Linked DNA regions of Mus musculus: region 2 is linked to region 1. Evidence: chromatin contacts called from public ChIA-PET data. All regions are on one chromosome and are shown on one strand. The core of a region is the stretch at or near the end of the contact, and the rest is flanking DNA. Distances in the headings are between cores, read along the strand shown.

The links. ChIA-PET counts read pairs in DNA pulled down with a chosen protein or histone mark.
Region 2: a contact with region 1 is called in an SMC1A ChIA-PET map of the G1E-ER4 cell line, with 8 read pairs. The contact joins two enhancer-like sites. A contact is called at or near these places in 2 of 15 datasets of contacts at CTCF or cohesin (the G1E-ER4 cell line and pro-B cells), 34 of 484 Hi-C or Micro-C datasets (B cells, the C2C12 cell line, the G1E-ER4 cell line and 18 more) and 1 of 115 datasets of contacts at active chromatin or transcription factors (embryonic stem cells).

The regions. Positions count from the first base shown.
Region 1 is chr2:62,283,365-62,291,246 of GRCm38.p6, forward strand. Slc4a10 (solute carrier family 4, sodium bicarbonate cotransporter-like, member 10) reads left to right here. Exons shown (of 26, transcript NM_033552.3): 16 at 3,438-3,599; 17 at 5,344-5,457; 18 at 6,546-6,707. Among named protein-coding and RNA genes, the nearest start is that of Dpp4, 120 kb to the right of the region's middle. Within about 2 kb of position 3,512, at least 4 of the 459 cell types and tissues checked have an H3K27ac peak or open chromatin away from gene starts, as enhancers often do. A contact at or near this core is called in the G1E-ER4 cell line, where this site is marked.
Region 2 is chr2:62,612,085-62,619,966 of GRCm38.p6, forward strand. Ifih1 (interferon induced with helicase C domain 1) reads right to left here. Exons shown (of 16, transcript NM_027835.3): 5 at 5,177-5,400. It overlaps Gm39839 (a long non-coding RNA gene), which reads left to right and starts at 7,868. Exons shown (of 3, transcript XR_866370.3): 1 at 7,868-7,882. Within about 2 kb of position 3,942, at least 2 of the 459 cell types and tissues checked have an H3K27ac peak or open chromatin away from gene starts, as enhancers often do. A contact at or near this core is called in the G1E-ER4 cell line, where this site is marked.

The DNA of each region.
Region 1 (7,882 bases), core at 2,262-4,761:
AGAGAGAGAGAGAGAGAGAGAGAGAGAGAGAGAGAGAGAGAACACATTAATGTTAAAATTTGTAGGTTACAAATTTTGCTTTTTACATCTAGGCATCTTGAAAACAGCAGAGCCCCTTGCGTTTCTTTAGAATAAACCTCCACTTACTCTTGTCTGCTGTTGTGGTCAACATTTATTCTTTTCAACCTATATTTCCCTAGAAAAGTAATGCAACCAGGGTTCTTGTTTCCAGAAAACCATTTAAATTAATCAGTAAAGGAAGTGATGGTGTGAACAAGAAAGGACAATGCAAATTTAGTGAGAAATTAGATCTGGGGTTGTGGTGGGGTCATGGTGAAATCATGGTGGAGTCATAGTGAGGTCATGGTAGGTGTGTAGGCAGTGAGTGGTGTGCTTTATCTACAAAGCTTCATTTTGGGTCACGTATTTCTATTTTCTCTTGATCACAAATTCAAAATAATCCAGTCTGAATTATTCAACCAAATTAAGTCATGTGTTGTTTTTCTCTAAATCATTTAATGCAAAATAGTAAAATTTATTCTATACATTAGCCAATCCAATTGATGATGTTAGCCACAAGTGAGTTATTTCAATTTTTTGCTTAAGAATTTTTAGTCAATATATCTAACAGTGTCTCCCTTTCCCCTCTTCATACAGAGCCTCCCACCTCTCTACCCACCCACCCTTTGAAAATAGAAGTTTTTGTACAATTAGAGGGTTATAAAAATATTTTAGATGCAAAACAAATTTAACACTTTATGCCTTATTTTAATTTTTAAAGTTCTCTACTATGAATTAATGTTACATAAGAAATGTCATATCATTTTCATCAGTTAATAGCAGATATTATTTTATTTCATCATAATATATCTTATAATTACTAACTTATACCTTGATAACTCAGTAAGGCAGAGAATCAAAATCAAAGGGCTAAATGTTTGGTAAACACCAAATGATTATGTTGAACTACGTTCACCTCACGTTTACTGTTTAATTCAACTTTATGGCAAGCTAATAGACTTAGACTTCTGTCTCTGTGCACTTACACAAGTACATCAGGAACATCTCAAAGCAAGGAGGGATATATGGAAATGTTTGGAGGAAGGAGGGGAGAGGGGAAATGTAATGGTATTATAATTATTGTTATTATATTGTAATTATATTTTAATTACATTGTAATTTCAAAAATCTTTAAAAACTAAAAAAGAAGGGAAAGTAATTATCAATTGCTTGAAATTTGTTTCAATGCTTTTTAGTCTCTTTCTATACATATATATATATATATATATATACATTTGAAAAGACATTAATAATTTCACATTCATATCTTCAAAATATACTAATAATTTCTATTTTAATTTTTACCAATTTATAGAATTGTTGAAATAGAATGTGTTGGAAGAGTAATTAGAATCTGTCAGCAAGTATCTTTTGAGTACTTACTATATTGTAAACCATGATAGACTAAAATGAAAGAAAGGCTTTGAAGTTTGTTTGCACGTCCAAAGGACTCCTTTTTCCCCTGTCTCTCTGTCTCTTCATTTCTTTGACTCTATCTCTGACTCTGTTTCTATCCCAAACCCCTCTCACTCTGTGTGTGTGTGGGGGGGGGGGGGTATATGTTGGACATGTAGATAGTATAAAGCTGAAAATAAATGTTGAATTCTGTAGTTACTTTTTACCTACAGAATTTACTTTTTAGAATCAGAGCCCCACCCTTGTTTCCTTGAAAAACAAGAAATAATAATACTTTACAGTTTGCTTTGAGTTGAGATAGCTAGCCTTGGCATTGGCGGTTATAGATAGGCAGTTGAATAATCTTTTCTTGCATCTGGCTTCTTAGGAGTAGAGCATCTGACCCACCTACATCCAAAGAATTCATAGAAGCCTTTCAGACATGCACAAAAGACTGCAGGTGCTCACAAATCACTATGTGCTGTGTGGGACTCCCACTTCCTCTGCTTAGACATCCTGGTGCACGTAACACTGCTTAGCAATTGTTCCAAGCATTTCTAAATGCACACAAAAAGAGACTGGAAATGTCAAAGATTTTTTTTCAAAATTTATTTATTAAGTTTAAGAAGGAAAATTAAAGCTATAAATAAGGCTAAGAGGTTTATTATTATTATTATTATCATTATTATTATTATTATGCAGTTCTTCAGTAGCTTAGTTTCTGTTCTCTGAATCATCTTAACATGAATAATTGAAATTTAGCTAATAATAAAGACAGTGTGGTGTCTGTTACATGGCTCTAAGTTATTCTGATTTTTCAAGAACCTTTAGACTCAGTACCTATGTCAAGAAGAAGTTGGTTGTTGCTTGCTTCCGGATGACAATGTGGCCACTTATTTATTTTAAATATTTCGGAGGAGTTTGTTTTATTCTAGAGTGAACTCAGGCGCTTGAAGTTTGGTTCAGTGAAAACAGCATATCTCTAAATTTTCTTTGACTATTCCACAAAGCAAGTCTTGTTCAGGGTCACAATACCTAGATGAATAAAAATTTTCCTGGCTTCTTTAAGCTGATATTTTCTATTTGTTTTGAATACAGTAATATAATTTTTAGAATATGAACGTTTTCCAAGATGACTTAGAAATATTTTTTCCTTTCAAAATATTTAATGCTTACATAAAATGCTGTTTTTCCCCCTTGAAGTTCTTTTTGACTTTGCTGCCACCTAATGGCTAAGACAGTAATTAATTTTTTTCTTTTTCTTTTTCTTTTCTTTTTTTTTTTTAACCTTTTTTTCCCCTTAAAAAACAAAACATAACAAACAAACATAAAAGCAGAAGAAATTCCGTGGGAAAGCAGAGCAAGCATGACCCTCTCCTTGTTCATGTAGGAATTTCTTTATCATTTCTTATTTGAATTCAACAATTACCGTATACGATTCAAATTTCCATTTCTTTAAATATATATCATCATTTTTGTTATCTTTCATAGCCTTCTTAGTATTGTTGAACTAGTTTTTAAAAATAATTACTGTTCTGCACTAGTCTATAATGCCTACCACAAGAGCGGTGCATGTACCCAGCTCTACCACATAGCATTAGTGAGGCTGAAAAAACATTGCTTAGTTTCTCCATGTCTCAGCTTTCTCTGGTATCAAATATAAATGAAAATATCTGTCTATGGTGTTGGTGTGAAAAAAACTAAAATGACATATTTAAATGCTTTATTATATTTCTGATGTTAGTACAAACTACATTATCAAACTTATCACATTTAAAATATATCTGTTATCTTGAACTTAATCGATGTCAGATTTAAACCCTATCCAAGTAGAACTTGAAATCAAGTGTCATACCTCTTAAGTTCTCTGTGGGAGCCATGGGTGAGCAGTCTAGGTGTCTCAGCTGCGTTTGATAGGGTGTTAGTTTTCTGAAAGAAATGCACTAAGTGTTCTTTACCAGTTGTGTTTCCCTTCCTCTCAGGAGTGCAGATCACTGCACGGGGAGTATGTCGGGCGAGCCTGTGGCCATGGCCACCCCTACGTGCCAGATGTTCTCTTCTGGTCGGTGATCCTGTTCTTCTCCACAGTTACCATGTCAGCCACCCTGAAGCAGTTCAAGACCAGCCGCTATTTCCCAACCAAGGTACTTGGGTTTAAATATTTCTGATCCAAATATAAACTAAATATTCTACATGCTCAAGGTTAGGGGAGAGTTACTGATGGAATGACATGAACTGGTAGAAAGGTTCTGAGAGAACTGGCAAGCTAGATTTAGGTCCTAGAACAGGGCTGGGAAGAAGCCCTTTGTGACATAGCTACCAGAGGTGGCACAAGCTCTTCTGCTTTCCTTCAAACTGAAAGGTCAACACTTCCCTTCCCATGTACAGATTTGGAAAGTCAAAGCATAGGCCATATTAGTGATTGTCACTTTCTTTCCCAGGGAGCAGTGGGGCCTATGCCAGCCTGACAGGAACCAGTGTTACAGTCTCTACATGGAGAAGCCTGGCACTGTGCACTAGGACACAATTTTCTTTTCTTTTTTTAAATGCATCAGTCCTTTACCCTAAGCCACCATGCTTGTATCTGTATATTTGAGAAAGGAAACAGGGAATCAACTGAGTTCAATATTTAACACTACAACATAAAAATCTGTGAGGTCTGAGTCCACCATGAAAAGGTCCAGGATGAGATTTAACAAACACACACACACACACACACAGACACAGACACACACACACACACACTCAGACACACACACACTCAGACACACACACAGAGGAAACAAATGTTTTTCAGACTGAGGTAAATATCTCAAAAAAATTCCACTTTGGTAAACAAGAAGAGTTCCTTCCAGAGACTGCTGCTTTTTCGGTCACTATCTTCTTCACGAAAGTTAACAGGCTTATCTCCTCCACCTTTCAGCTGAACCATTCTCTATGTCAGAATCTAACGACTTTGTTCATGGGTTGCAACAGCATACTAATAGAAAGCAAATGTTACTGATAGTTTTTAAGAGTAACTACTCAAAAATGTCCTTGGAGAGCTTGGGAGATGGCGTAGTCTGTGAAGTGCTTGCTCTGTAAACATAAGAACCTAAACCCAGGGTCCAAGAACCTATGGTAAAGGGCTGGGGGTGGGGGTGGGGGTGCCGGAGAGCTGGGTGTATTGGTGCACACCTGTGGTCCCAGAGATCACAGTGAGATTGCAGGGGGAAAGAGGTGAATCCTTCGTGTGCCTTTGCCTGAGCTATTGGATGAGGTTCCAGGCCAGTGAGAAATGGGGCCAGCATCTCAGGAGGTTTTTCTCTGACTTGCACATGTGCACCATGAACTGTGCACCACTGCACAATGGCTTTCTACAATGAGAAATGGTTTGAAAAATGGCTTATATAAAGTTCATTTTATATCAAAGAAATTTTTAAATTTGCCTACATCATTGTGTATATTAGTAATTGTCATACCTTAAGTAATTAAAACACGCTTCTTTAATAAAAGCAGGTAATGCCATTTAGTGGTCCTTTGGATTCATAATGTTAAAATATAATGTGTATTCAAGAGACCTAAAATTCACCTGATGCAGGCCAGACAACTTTATTCTGTGTTCCAAATTTTCACATACTTGGGTTTATAATAGATACTTTAAATGAATATGAAAAAGAAAATGACCACCATTATTTCAGTTCAATAAATCTTTATTCTGAAAAAGTGTGGGTGAGAGACATAGATGTATTCAGACTGTAGCATAGCATAGCTAATGATACTATGTTACAATGTGCATACGGAGTAACATCATGATATTATGTCACAGCGGTCATATTCAAGACTGCTCCTGAATATTTCTAGTTATTTATAGCTCCCTCAAAGTAACAATATTTTCATTATTTTTAGGTTCGATCCATAGTGAGTGATTTTGCGGTTTTTCTTACAATTCTGTGTATGGTTTTAATTGACTATGCCATTGGGATCCCATCACCAAAACTACAAGTACCAAGCGTTTTCAAGGTGAATTTATCTAGCATGTAACATCTATCTGCTTTTCTATTCCTCTGTATCTAATAGATGATCTGTGACCCAGTATAAGAAACTTTTATGAGAACATGAGCAATATGCATTAATAGATTAAGAAATAAATTGTTGTCTGGTATTAAAAAGAATAATAAAATTGAAACTTCAAGACTGCTTAAACATTTCCTATCACCCATTAGAGTTGAAAGATATGCAAACAGTACAGCATGCCTACAAACCAAGGAAGCATTCTGAAACTGAGGGACATGCATTTTTGTGAGGGAAAACTGCAGAGTGAATAGGGTTTGAAAAACAGATACTAGGCTTGGGATAAGTATACCAACCATATTATGATGGCAGGACAGCCCTTGATGCCAGCAAATTTACTGCCTCAGCCTGTTTTCTCATCTGTCAAACAGAGCTAGGGACTTAATCGGAGAATCATTTGCTGTCATAATGAATTCCTCTGGGACTCATTTCCAGCAGCAGCCCTGTTTTGAACCTTTTGCTGAGCTTATGATATGGCTCAGTTTCTGGTTTTTTGTTTTGTTTTGTTTTGGTTTTCATTTTTCATATAGTAGCCTGTGCACACACCTGAAATAAGTTACTATATTACACCAAAACCTTCTATTTATATATCCACTAAACTAAAAGAAAGCTCTGCCTTGTTTCTAGCATAGTGTACAATGTGCAATCTTAAATGTAGACAAATTTGCATACAGTAAATAGTAGGTATTGGTGTTACTTATTAAATACAGGTATTGATTGAGAATGATGTTTTAATTAGTCTGCTGGAGTTAAAATTTGACCTCAATTAATTATTAACCCTGGAACCTTAGACAACTTACTACGGCACTCTATGCCTCAATTTCATCCCTACTATGCTATGAAGAGAAAATGGGTTAAAAGATAAGACACTCAGAGGGGTGTCCTTAGTTATGTGAATGCTCCGCGAGTTTATTACTTAGTGAATGCTCAGCCAATCACTTCATAATTAAGAGTTCCATGTTTATATCTGTATGACTTAGTTTGGTTAGGTATTCATCAATCTTGCTACTGATATCTATGGTTAATTTTTTTCTCAGCCGACCAGAGACGACCGTGGCTGGTTTGTTACACCTTTGGGTCCAAACCCATGGTGGACAATCATAGCTGCCATCATCCCAGCTTTACTCTGTACTATTCTGATTTTCATGGACCAGCAGATTACAGCTGTCATCATCAACAGAAAAGAGCACAAGCTAAAGGTATGTATTTAACATCCATTATAATACAAATGATTCTTATGCAGCTGATAGTAATTGATGGCCATAGATTCTGTCTTTAATTTGTATACATTTGTTCAGTATAGAATGCTGTTTTCAGGTTTGTAGTTTTTATTGTTTTCTAGGACACTTTGTCTTATGGTGCTATGAACATTTTGGTTGCAATATTTGTCTATCCTCGAGTCTGAAACCTTACTTCTAAAGGGGAAAAATGGTTCTAACTTTAGCATGCTTAACATTAACTTGGTGAAATGTTCAATTCTGGTAAGGAAATACTTACCAACTTGGCTTCCGTCTGGGATTCCACTATTTCTTTATTTGATGCCAAGTATGTTCGTTATTATAAGGGACCATATTTCAGATATGTTTCACTGAATTATATCATTTAAAAATTATTATTTGTTTGTAATGCCTAAAACAAAGGGAACGTGTGGCTATAAATACTATAGTTTATATGTGACATCTTTGAACATTATTGTGGATTTTTAGTACAAGTAGATTTTATTTAATATAATTATATAAATATATATGTATATATACATGTGTACATGTGTGTGTGTGTTAAGTAAGTCCACAAAATATCAAATGGTTAAAAATAGTCAGAATCAATACAGGAAGAGAAGGCTGAAAGCCTATAAGAGCCAGAGGAACAGGAGGTGTGCTGTGAGATAGGAAATGCATACCTATGAAACGCAGCAAGGACAATACCAAGACACATGCTAACATGGAAGAGGAGAACCTTACCAGATCCGTTAGTAGGCAAAGAACTACAGGGAACTAATGACTGCTGAGAGAGGGAGAATCAGTCTTTGCCAGGGTGGAGCCCCTATTTGATTTGCAGGAACCAAATGGTCAGCCCTGAAGTCACATACACATAAGCAACACTAAATGGAGTCAACAAATTATATTCACATGTGTGTGTGTGAGTGTGTGCATGTGTGTTATGTATGTAACAGTTAATAAAGAAGAGGCCATTAAGTTTGAGAGGGAGGTTGGAGACATGGCAGAAGTTGAAAGAAGGAAGCAGGAAAGGGTGGGGATGGGAAATGAAGTAATTATATTTAATTATTTTTATATCAGAATCAAAACTTGTAAAATAGGACATACATAATCTTATTTTGTTCTGACACTGAAGAAATTGCCAGTTACCTCTGCAT
Region 2 (7,882 bases), core at 2,692-5,191, 330 kb after region 1:
TTGTATTAGATGTAGACATTATATCTAGAGCATAAAGGAATTTAAGATAAAGCTGCTGACTTAGAGTAACTCAGTGTCACCGAGTACTTATTCTATGACTAACAGAAAGACCCATCACACACAATGTAATTATTCTCCCAGAGAGCTACAGCAGTGTGACACCACAGTGGAAGAACATCTGACCTCCAAAAGGAAGGCTTGGAGGGGCTCTGGTCAAGAGTTAAGTTGGATTTATTTGATACTAAATCAATTCTTAATGTGTAGAGCAGGGTCAGCTGGGAACATTAAGTGGAATATTAAATTCTATCTAACAGTTCTCAGGATACCCATGAGTTGGATTCTAGAGATCATTTCTTCTTAGTGCCTGGGATCCTGCTACTGGCTATCTGACCACAACATTGGAAAGAGCAAGGAACCCGGAAGGTAGCATAAGCACATTTATTCTGAGGATGTGTGGGGTGGGAGAGAATAAACTACCACAATGGCTTTGGTGTCTGAATAAAAATGAAGTGGCAAGAAAGGGTAGGAGAGGTGGAAATTCACTTTCGTTCTAACCAACTCTGTAAGTTGCAGCATCTTCTGAAAGTCACTGCTGACACCTTGGTGACACCTGTAATTGCTAGTAACTCAGAAGACCTCCCAGACTGAGGAGGACACAGGTTCGGCTGTCTCATTCCTAATTTATTTTTGTTTGTTGGAGAAAGGGAGTTATCCTTTAGTCTAGGCTGGCGTTGAACTCCCTATGTAGCTTAGGATGACCTTGAACTCCTGATCCTTCTGTCTCTACCTCTCTTTAGTGCTGGAATTGCAAGCATGCTCCATGAAGTAAGATTTGGTTGTAGTGCCAAGGACAGAACTCCCAGCTTCATGTATGCTAAACAATTGCTCTAACACCTAGGCTATATTGCCAGCCTGCAATTGCTATAACACCTGAGTCAAGCTACCTTGAGAGTTTCCTTCTAGGAGGATATAAAAATGGAATTCTAGAAGCATATAGTATAGCAAATCGAAAGTTGATAGGAAGAATGTCAAGGCCAGGCTTCGGCACCTGCTCGCTCTATCCCTCACAATGTGATTATGCCTGATAATGCGGTCACTGTTGGACAATCTTGAAACTCACTCTGGGTAGCCCTGTCTTCCCACTGAAGGACATAGAGAAAGCCAGATGCAAGTCTGACATGGCTAATTGGGAGGTGTGTGGTCCTCTTGGAGCCTTTTCCTGAGATGTGACAGAGTGCGTGCCAAGACTAATCAAGCCCAACTGCTCCCCACTTCTGCTGAATCATATGGGGCTGCATTTCAGCATCTGAAGGAACCTGGGACTTCTCTCTCATGATGTTGAAGCCCTAGATAGGAAATGGAAAGTCTGGGAGCACAGGTGGTGTTTGCATTTCTCTCTGCACTTGAAGGCTATAACTTTGGAAAGGATGGAGACGAAAGTAAATGGTATTAGAGACCAAGTTTTCTGTACTCTAGATTGGGAGCTAAAATACATTGCAAGTTGGCTAGACACTAATATGCTGCATTCGTAAGTTAGAGATTTCCAAAAAAATAAAAAATAAATAATTAAAGCTGAAGGTTCTTTAAATATATTTAAGGGACAACTTACAGTAAACAATAACAATGTAAATGGAGAGCTAGTGGAAAGTCTTTGTAGTAATCTCAAAGAAAACAAGGAGGGAGGAAAGAGGACTGGGCGGTGCTTTTAGTGCTTGTTCAATGGGAAAATGTCATTGGAAAATTCAAATTTCATGTTTGGAACTCAAAAGCTTTGATAGTTAATTGAGAAATTTTTAATTACTCTGCTAAATATTCACACATAGACACAAACACTGGGATACCTTTGTTTATCTCATAGCTTTTAACAACAGCCACTAAGTACTCGGATTTTTAAGAACCTAGTTCACAAACCATGCTCAAATGGGTACAGGATCTACACAAGCCACATAGAACCAATAAAATCTGCTTTGATTATCAAAAGAATCCAATACAGTAGATACAAATGATGAAAATGATAAACAATAAATGTGCCTGTAAATGTGCATGAATAAGAACTACCTAGATTGTATGGGTTGAAAGAGTCCTAAGTAGAATAAATCAAGCAAAAGAACATTTATATAAAGAAAGGTACAGTAAACCATTACAAAATTAGATCTGGGACCAGAAAAGTGGCCCACTTAGTGGTTAAGAACACTCGCTATTCTTTCAGAGGACCCAGATTCAATTCCCAGGCACCACGTGGTAACTCCAACTCTCTGTAACTTCAGTTTGAGAGGATCCAACACTCTCTGACGGCTTCCATGGGCCTCAGGCATGCACCGGGTGCACAGACACACACACGCAGGCAAAACACTCATACACATAAAATAATAAAAACAGATCTAAAATGATCAGACAACATAAATAAGAAAAATGCTGAAGCTTGAAAGTCAGTTATACAAAAGTAAAATAAGGTTTTAGCTTAGTACAGATTCTGATATACAAATGTACTCAGTCCTGGATTGAGCTAGACCTCGTCTCTCCTCCACTCCACATTCCTAAGACTGCATCTACAGCATTTGTTCAACAATGTGTCTGGGAGACTATGAGGATGTTAAATCCTGAGGGGCCCGGGAATCATAATAAAAGGGACTATGGTGTCACCCAGTACCCACAGGATGTTGCCCTTTCTTTGTTGCAAAGCAGGAGAGTTATGATTATGTTCCAGGATAACAGAGGAAAGAATAACTGTGGGTTTCATAGAACACATGTGTTTAAGAGAACACATGCATGGATTACTTTGGGTGGCAAATGTGGAAAGAATGGCTGTGGTTGTTTTGGAAGATGGGAAATTTCCTTGGTACCAGATATTAACTAGAAGTGGCACATCTCTGCCAAGGAGGAAAGCTGTACCACAAAGGTCTTCTCAGCTCTTACAGTCTATGGTCCTCTGACCAGATCAGGGAAATAGAGAAGGAAATTAATGAAAGATAATCACTGGGCTTTGAAGCTACATGACTAGGATGAGGTGGTATATATGACACAGAGACAGATAAATAGGAAAGGGAGCCTTCGAGAGGAGAGGTCACCACCTCTCCTCAGAGGCTAAGATTCAGAAAATGGCAGAACTGCCCTAGAGGAACAAAGACATCGTGTAAGCAGCTTTGGATTCATTTAACAACATTATTTTTTTCCTGTGGATTTAGGACTCAATCCTGTCCTATATGTAAAGTATTCAATTTCATTAAGTTACAGATGATAAAGGAAGAAAAGAAAATAAGAAAATTTAATGAGTTATTATTAGACTTAATTTTTGAGCAAGCACATACATGCATATTCTCTCTCTCTCTCTCTCTCTCTCTCTCTCTCTCTCTCTCTCTCTCACACACACACACACACACACACACACACACACACACACACACACAGAGGGGCGGGGGAAGAGATTAGACAACTAAAATGTTAGAAAATGTTGAAATTTGTCTGAGGTCACAGTGCTAATAGGTAGGTAGAAATAGGATTTAAACTTATATTCAAAAAATGAATAAATGAAAGGTTTAGGGCAAATAAATATTAATGTTTCATTATTGCCAGAAAAGAATATAAAAATCATCTTCCCATGGTGGGTAGAAAGGTATAAAGATATGACCCTCTGTTTGGTTCTGGGAGTGCTGGATTTTTTGTTTGTTTGTTTGTTTGTTTGAGACAGGGTTTCTCTGTGTAGCCCTGGCCGTCCTGGAACTCACTTTGTAGACCAGGCTGGCCTCGAACTCAGAAATCCTCCTGCCTCTGCCTCCCAAGTGCTGGGATTAAAGGCATTGGCCACCATGCCCAGGTGAGTGCTGGATTTCAAATCCAGAGCCTTGCATCCTCTAGGCAGGAGCTCTACCACTGAGCACATGTCCAGGAGAGCAGGTCAGGCTTAGAAGGTCCACACAGGTCCATTTCAAACACGGTGATGGACACCACTCACCCTGTGGATACTGAATATGGTATTTTTAATATGGCAAAGCAGCTTCCTACAAAATGTTTTAGAATAATATAAATCTTAAAAAATTTACACAAGCAGTCTTAAAAGTCTATCGGTGTTATTTCCTTTAAACAAGTACATGATGATAAGAAAAAGGCTAATCATGAAAAGCACATTAAATTTTATTTCCTAGAATAGGAAAAAATATTATTCAGTCTACTAGTGTGTAAATTCTCTTCTATCTAAATAAAATTCAAATAAATAAATTTTGTTTACAGTGTTAATATAAAGATGATTGGAGGACCTTTACAAGATACAAATTTTCAAAGAAAAGTTCAGTAGCATTTAATGTAATACATATTAATGTTCAATTGGGTAAAAATAGTCAATTAAGTTTTCTCTATCTTTCAGTCACACTCTGCTCTATAATGTTCTGGATAAAGAGTATATACAATGTTTGGTTAAGTATTAGTGGCTAAAGATGCTTTAAAAGAAGGTAGTTGATCATCATTTTCGGGTCACACATGCTCAAAAGCGTGAGTGTGTTGAAATGGATGCTCACAGCCCTCCATTAGACAGAGCACAGGGTCTCCAATGAAGGAGCTAGAGAAGGTACCCAAGAAGCTGAAGGGGTTTGCAGTCCCATAGGAGGAACAACAATATGAACTAACCAGTATCCCCAGAGCTTCCTGGGACTAAACTACCAACCAAAGAAAACACATGGTGGGACTCATGGCTCTAGTTGCATATGTAGCAGAGGATGCCCTAATCGGTCATCAATGGGAGGAGAGGCCCTTAGTCCTGTGAAAGTTCTATGCTCTAGTATAGGGGAATGCCAGGGACAGGAAGTAGGAATGGGCTGGTTGGTGAGCAGGTGGGGGGATGGGGATAGGGGGTTTTCAGAGGGGAAACCAGGAAAGGAGAAAACATTTGAAACGTAAATAAAGAAATTATCTAATTAAAAAAAGAGCGAGTGTGCTGACAAATTAAATTTTTATATGTAAATTAGAACTATCTTGCTTAATGATCTAGTTTCATGAAAACATCAATTTTAAGGTTAATCTCTTAAATTTTAGATATATAGCTTAAGGATAAAAATGAAAATAAATGGTTTCTTTGACCTTAAACCTAATGAAATGAATCTCTGTGTGGTTTGGTGCTACAAATGTTATCATCTTCAGGCTTCAGTGAGAATGTTCATACAAGAGGGAGCACAGGAGCGTATACCTTATTGACAAGAACGATAACCTTCCCGGATTCAGATGCCTGCTTCTTCTTGTCTAAGTGATCTTTGGTGATGTAAACAGCCACTCTGGTTTTCCCACTCCCCGTGGGGAGGCAGATAATAATATTCTTCCCATCTAGAGCTGGTTGGGCCACTTCCATTTGGTAAGGCCTGAGCTGCAGTTCTGGCTCGGGGGATACTCTTTTTGTCTGGATGACACTTTCATCTGAGGGAAGAAAAACATGGAAAAGTGGCGTAAGAGAAACAGCAAAGATATGAAGGCTTGGAGGCCCAGCAAAGATACGAAGGCTTGGAAGCCCCCAAACTGCAGACAGGATTTAGATGTTTAAGGTCCTGTCCTCTGTGTTCCAAACCACTTCACTTTCTGTTTTCTGTACCAGGGAGTGTCAGGTCTGTCTTTCAGGACTGATCCAGGCTCCCTATGTTGGAGTGAATTAACAGCATAGAGGCCTTGGAAGGAGATGACTGGGGAAGAGTTGTCAAGAGAGAGCACTTCCCAGCTTGGATCACAGAAAGGATGTTGTGTGGGCTTGTAGGTTCCTATCGCTAATGCACAGGGCATCTCAGGTCTTTGCTCTGTCTCTTGTCCTCTGGGTTTCTCTTAGCCCTCCTCCCATTAAAGCAAAGTGGGCTAGAAAGGAAGGCTGATTAGTCCTCACTGCTCTCATGTCCGTTATTTTTTATTAAAAAGAAAGAAAAATAGCTGGAACTACTTCCTTAATTTGTTAAAAACATCATCTAATAACTAAATATCACAAAGCACATGAATGCTGTCATCTACTGCTATCTGGGGAACTTTAGGAGCTTCATGTAAACTGGAACATAAATTGTATGAAGTGTGCATATATATCTTCTTACAAATTATTTCTACTTACAAATCTGATATAGTGTGAGTGCTTTATAAAAAGCTGTTTTTTATTGTTTAAGGAGTAATGACAAAATATTTCTATCTATTCAGTATAAATTTTAAAATATAGTTTGGATACACAGTTGACAGAATCTGTACAAGTGGCACTTAGGACATCAAGAGCTGCTTCTGTGCTTGTGTGTGTGTGTGTGTGTGCGCGCGCGCGCCCGCATGAGGGCATGCACACATGTGTGCGTGTGCTCGTCTGTGAGGGAGAGAAACAGAGACACAGAGAAACACAGAGAGACAGAGACAGGAAAAACAGAGTCAAAGAGACAGAGAGTGTGGAGATCATTTGCGTTTGAGGCTACCAGACTAGAAAGCATATTTAGGGAACAGGAAAGCGCTACCTATACCGGCCTTTACTTAGTAATGTTTCCATCAACAGATAAAACATAATTATGCAGTTTTCAGCTAAACTGTCATCAATTTGCCATGTTGTTTTAGATTTCTATTATTATTTCCTGATATGCAGGTCTCCATACATTTGTTCTCCTGAAACCCAAATCAAAATATATTTATTACAAGTAGTTCCATAATATGCATTTTTAAAATAAAAAATGCTGACAAAGTAAGTGCTAACATAGTGATTTCATAAACGCTAGAGTAATTTTATTATGACACATATCTTGTTTTAGATATATTTTGTTCAGAAGGGACCACGTTTTCTCATCTTCTTGGCCAAGAGGAAAGGATCTAAAATGTACTGCTCACAAAGTGGAATGTAGGAAAACAAATATTATTTCAACTTAAACACCCACCTGTGCTTTACAGCATCAGAAAAGATGAGATGACCGTGCTTATCAGCCCTCCAGCACACACTGGGTGAGTGCTTACTCCCTTATCAATGGCCACAGTAAGACTAAACTAACACCATCCCATTAACTTTAAAGAACTTGCTGACAGCTCCATTTCCCGCAAACCGTTGATTCCGTTTTAGTGGGTTTTAACTTGCTGAGATAGAACTATCTGAACAGGTAGGAAAATTCACACCAAAAACCACTTAGTGAGAACCATTTACCGAGTAAGTAGGACATTTGCCTTCTACACATGAATAACCACAGATGCAATACACTTAAGCTATGGTTGGATCATCCGCTGAGTCATTCAATGTTTTTTATGAAAAAAAAAATCACACGAATCACCAGCATTTTAAATTCACTTCCCATTATATTTCTGTAAGGTTCAGATTAATTTAACGATAACATTTCTTTTCCACCAAGTGGCTTTTTTAGGTAATGAAAATTTTAATATTTCTTCTCTACTGAAAGCATGAATTACCCAACTTTTCCCAAAAGAGCAAGCTTATAATGAAAGATATATTTTAAGCAGTATCTAAATCAAGACACAGAAATCCATATCAATAAATTCTCCATTAATTTTACTCTATCAAAATTTTGGTATAGATTTAAGAATGATAAAAAATTGCATTCCTCATAGTAATTTAATTGTATATACTTTTTGGTAATAAATTTCCCACTTTGATTTTTATTTTTCTATTATATCATTTTGGTAGCAAAACTTAATTTAAAAAGAGAAAAAAGAAACCTAAGGATTTTCTCTGTCTCTCTTCCAGAAACCTAAAACCCAAGTAAAATGAATGAGCCCCCAGTGTACATGTTAGAGTCTGGAAGTGAAGAGGCCCACCATCTCCTGTGTTCTCCAAAGGTAGCTCTGCTTTGGGAAGATAACTGGATGGTTGGGTCTAGCTGCAGGAAGTCGGTAGCTGGGCTGACCTGAGGGGAATCTTTGAGTTACAGCCTGAACAACTTGCTTCCTA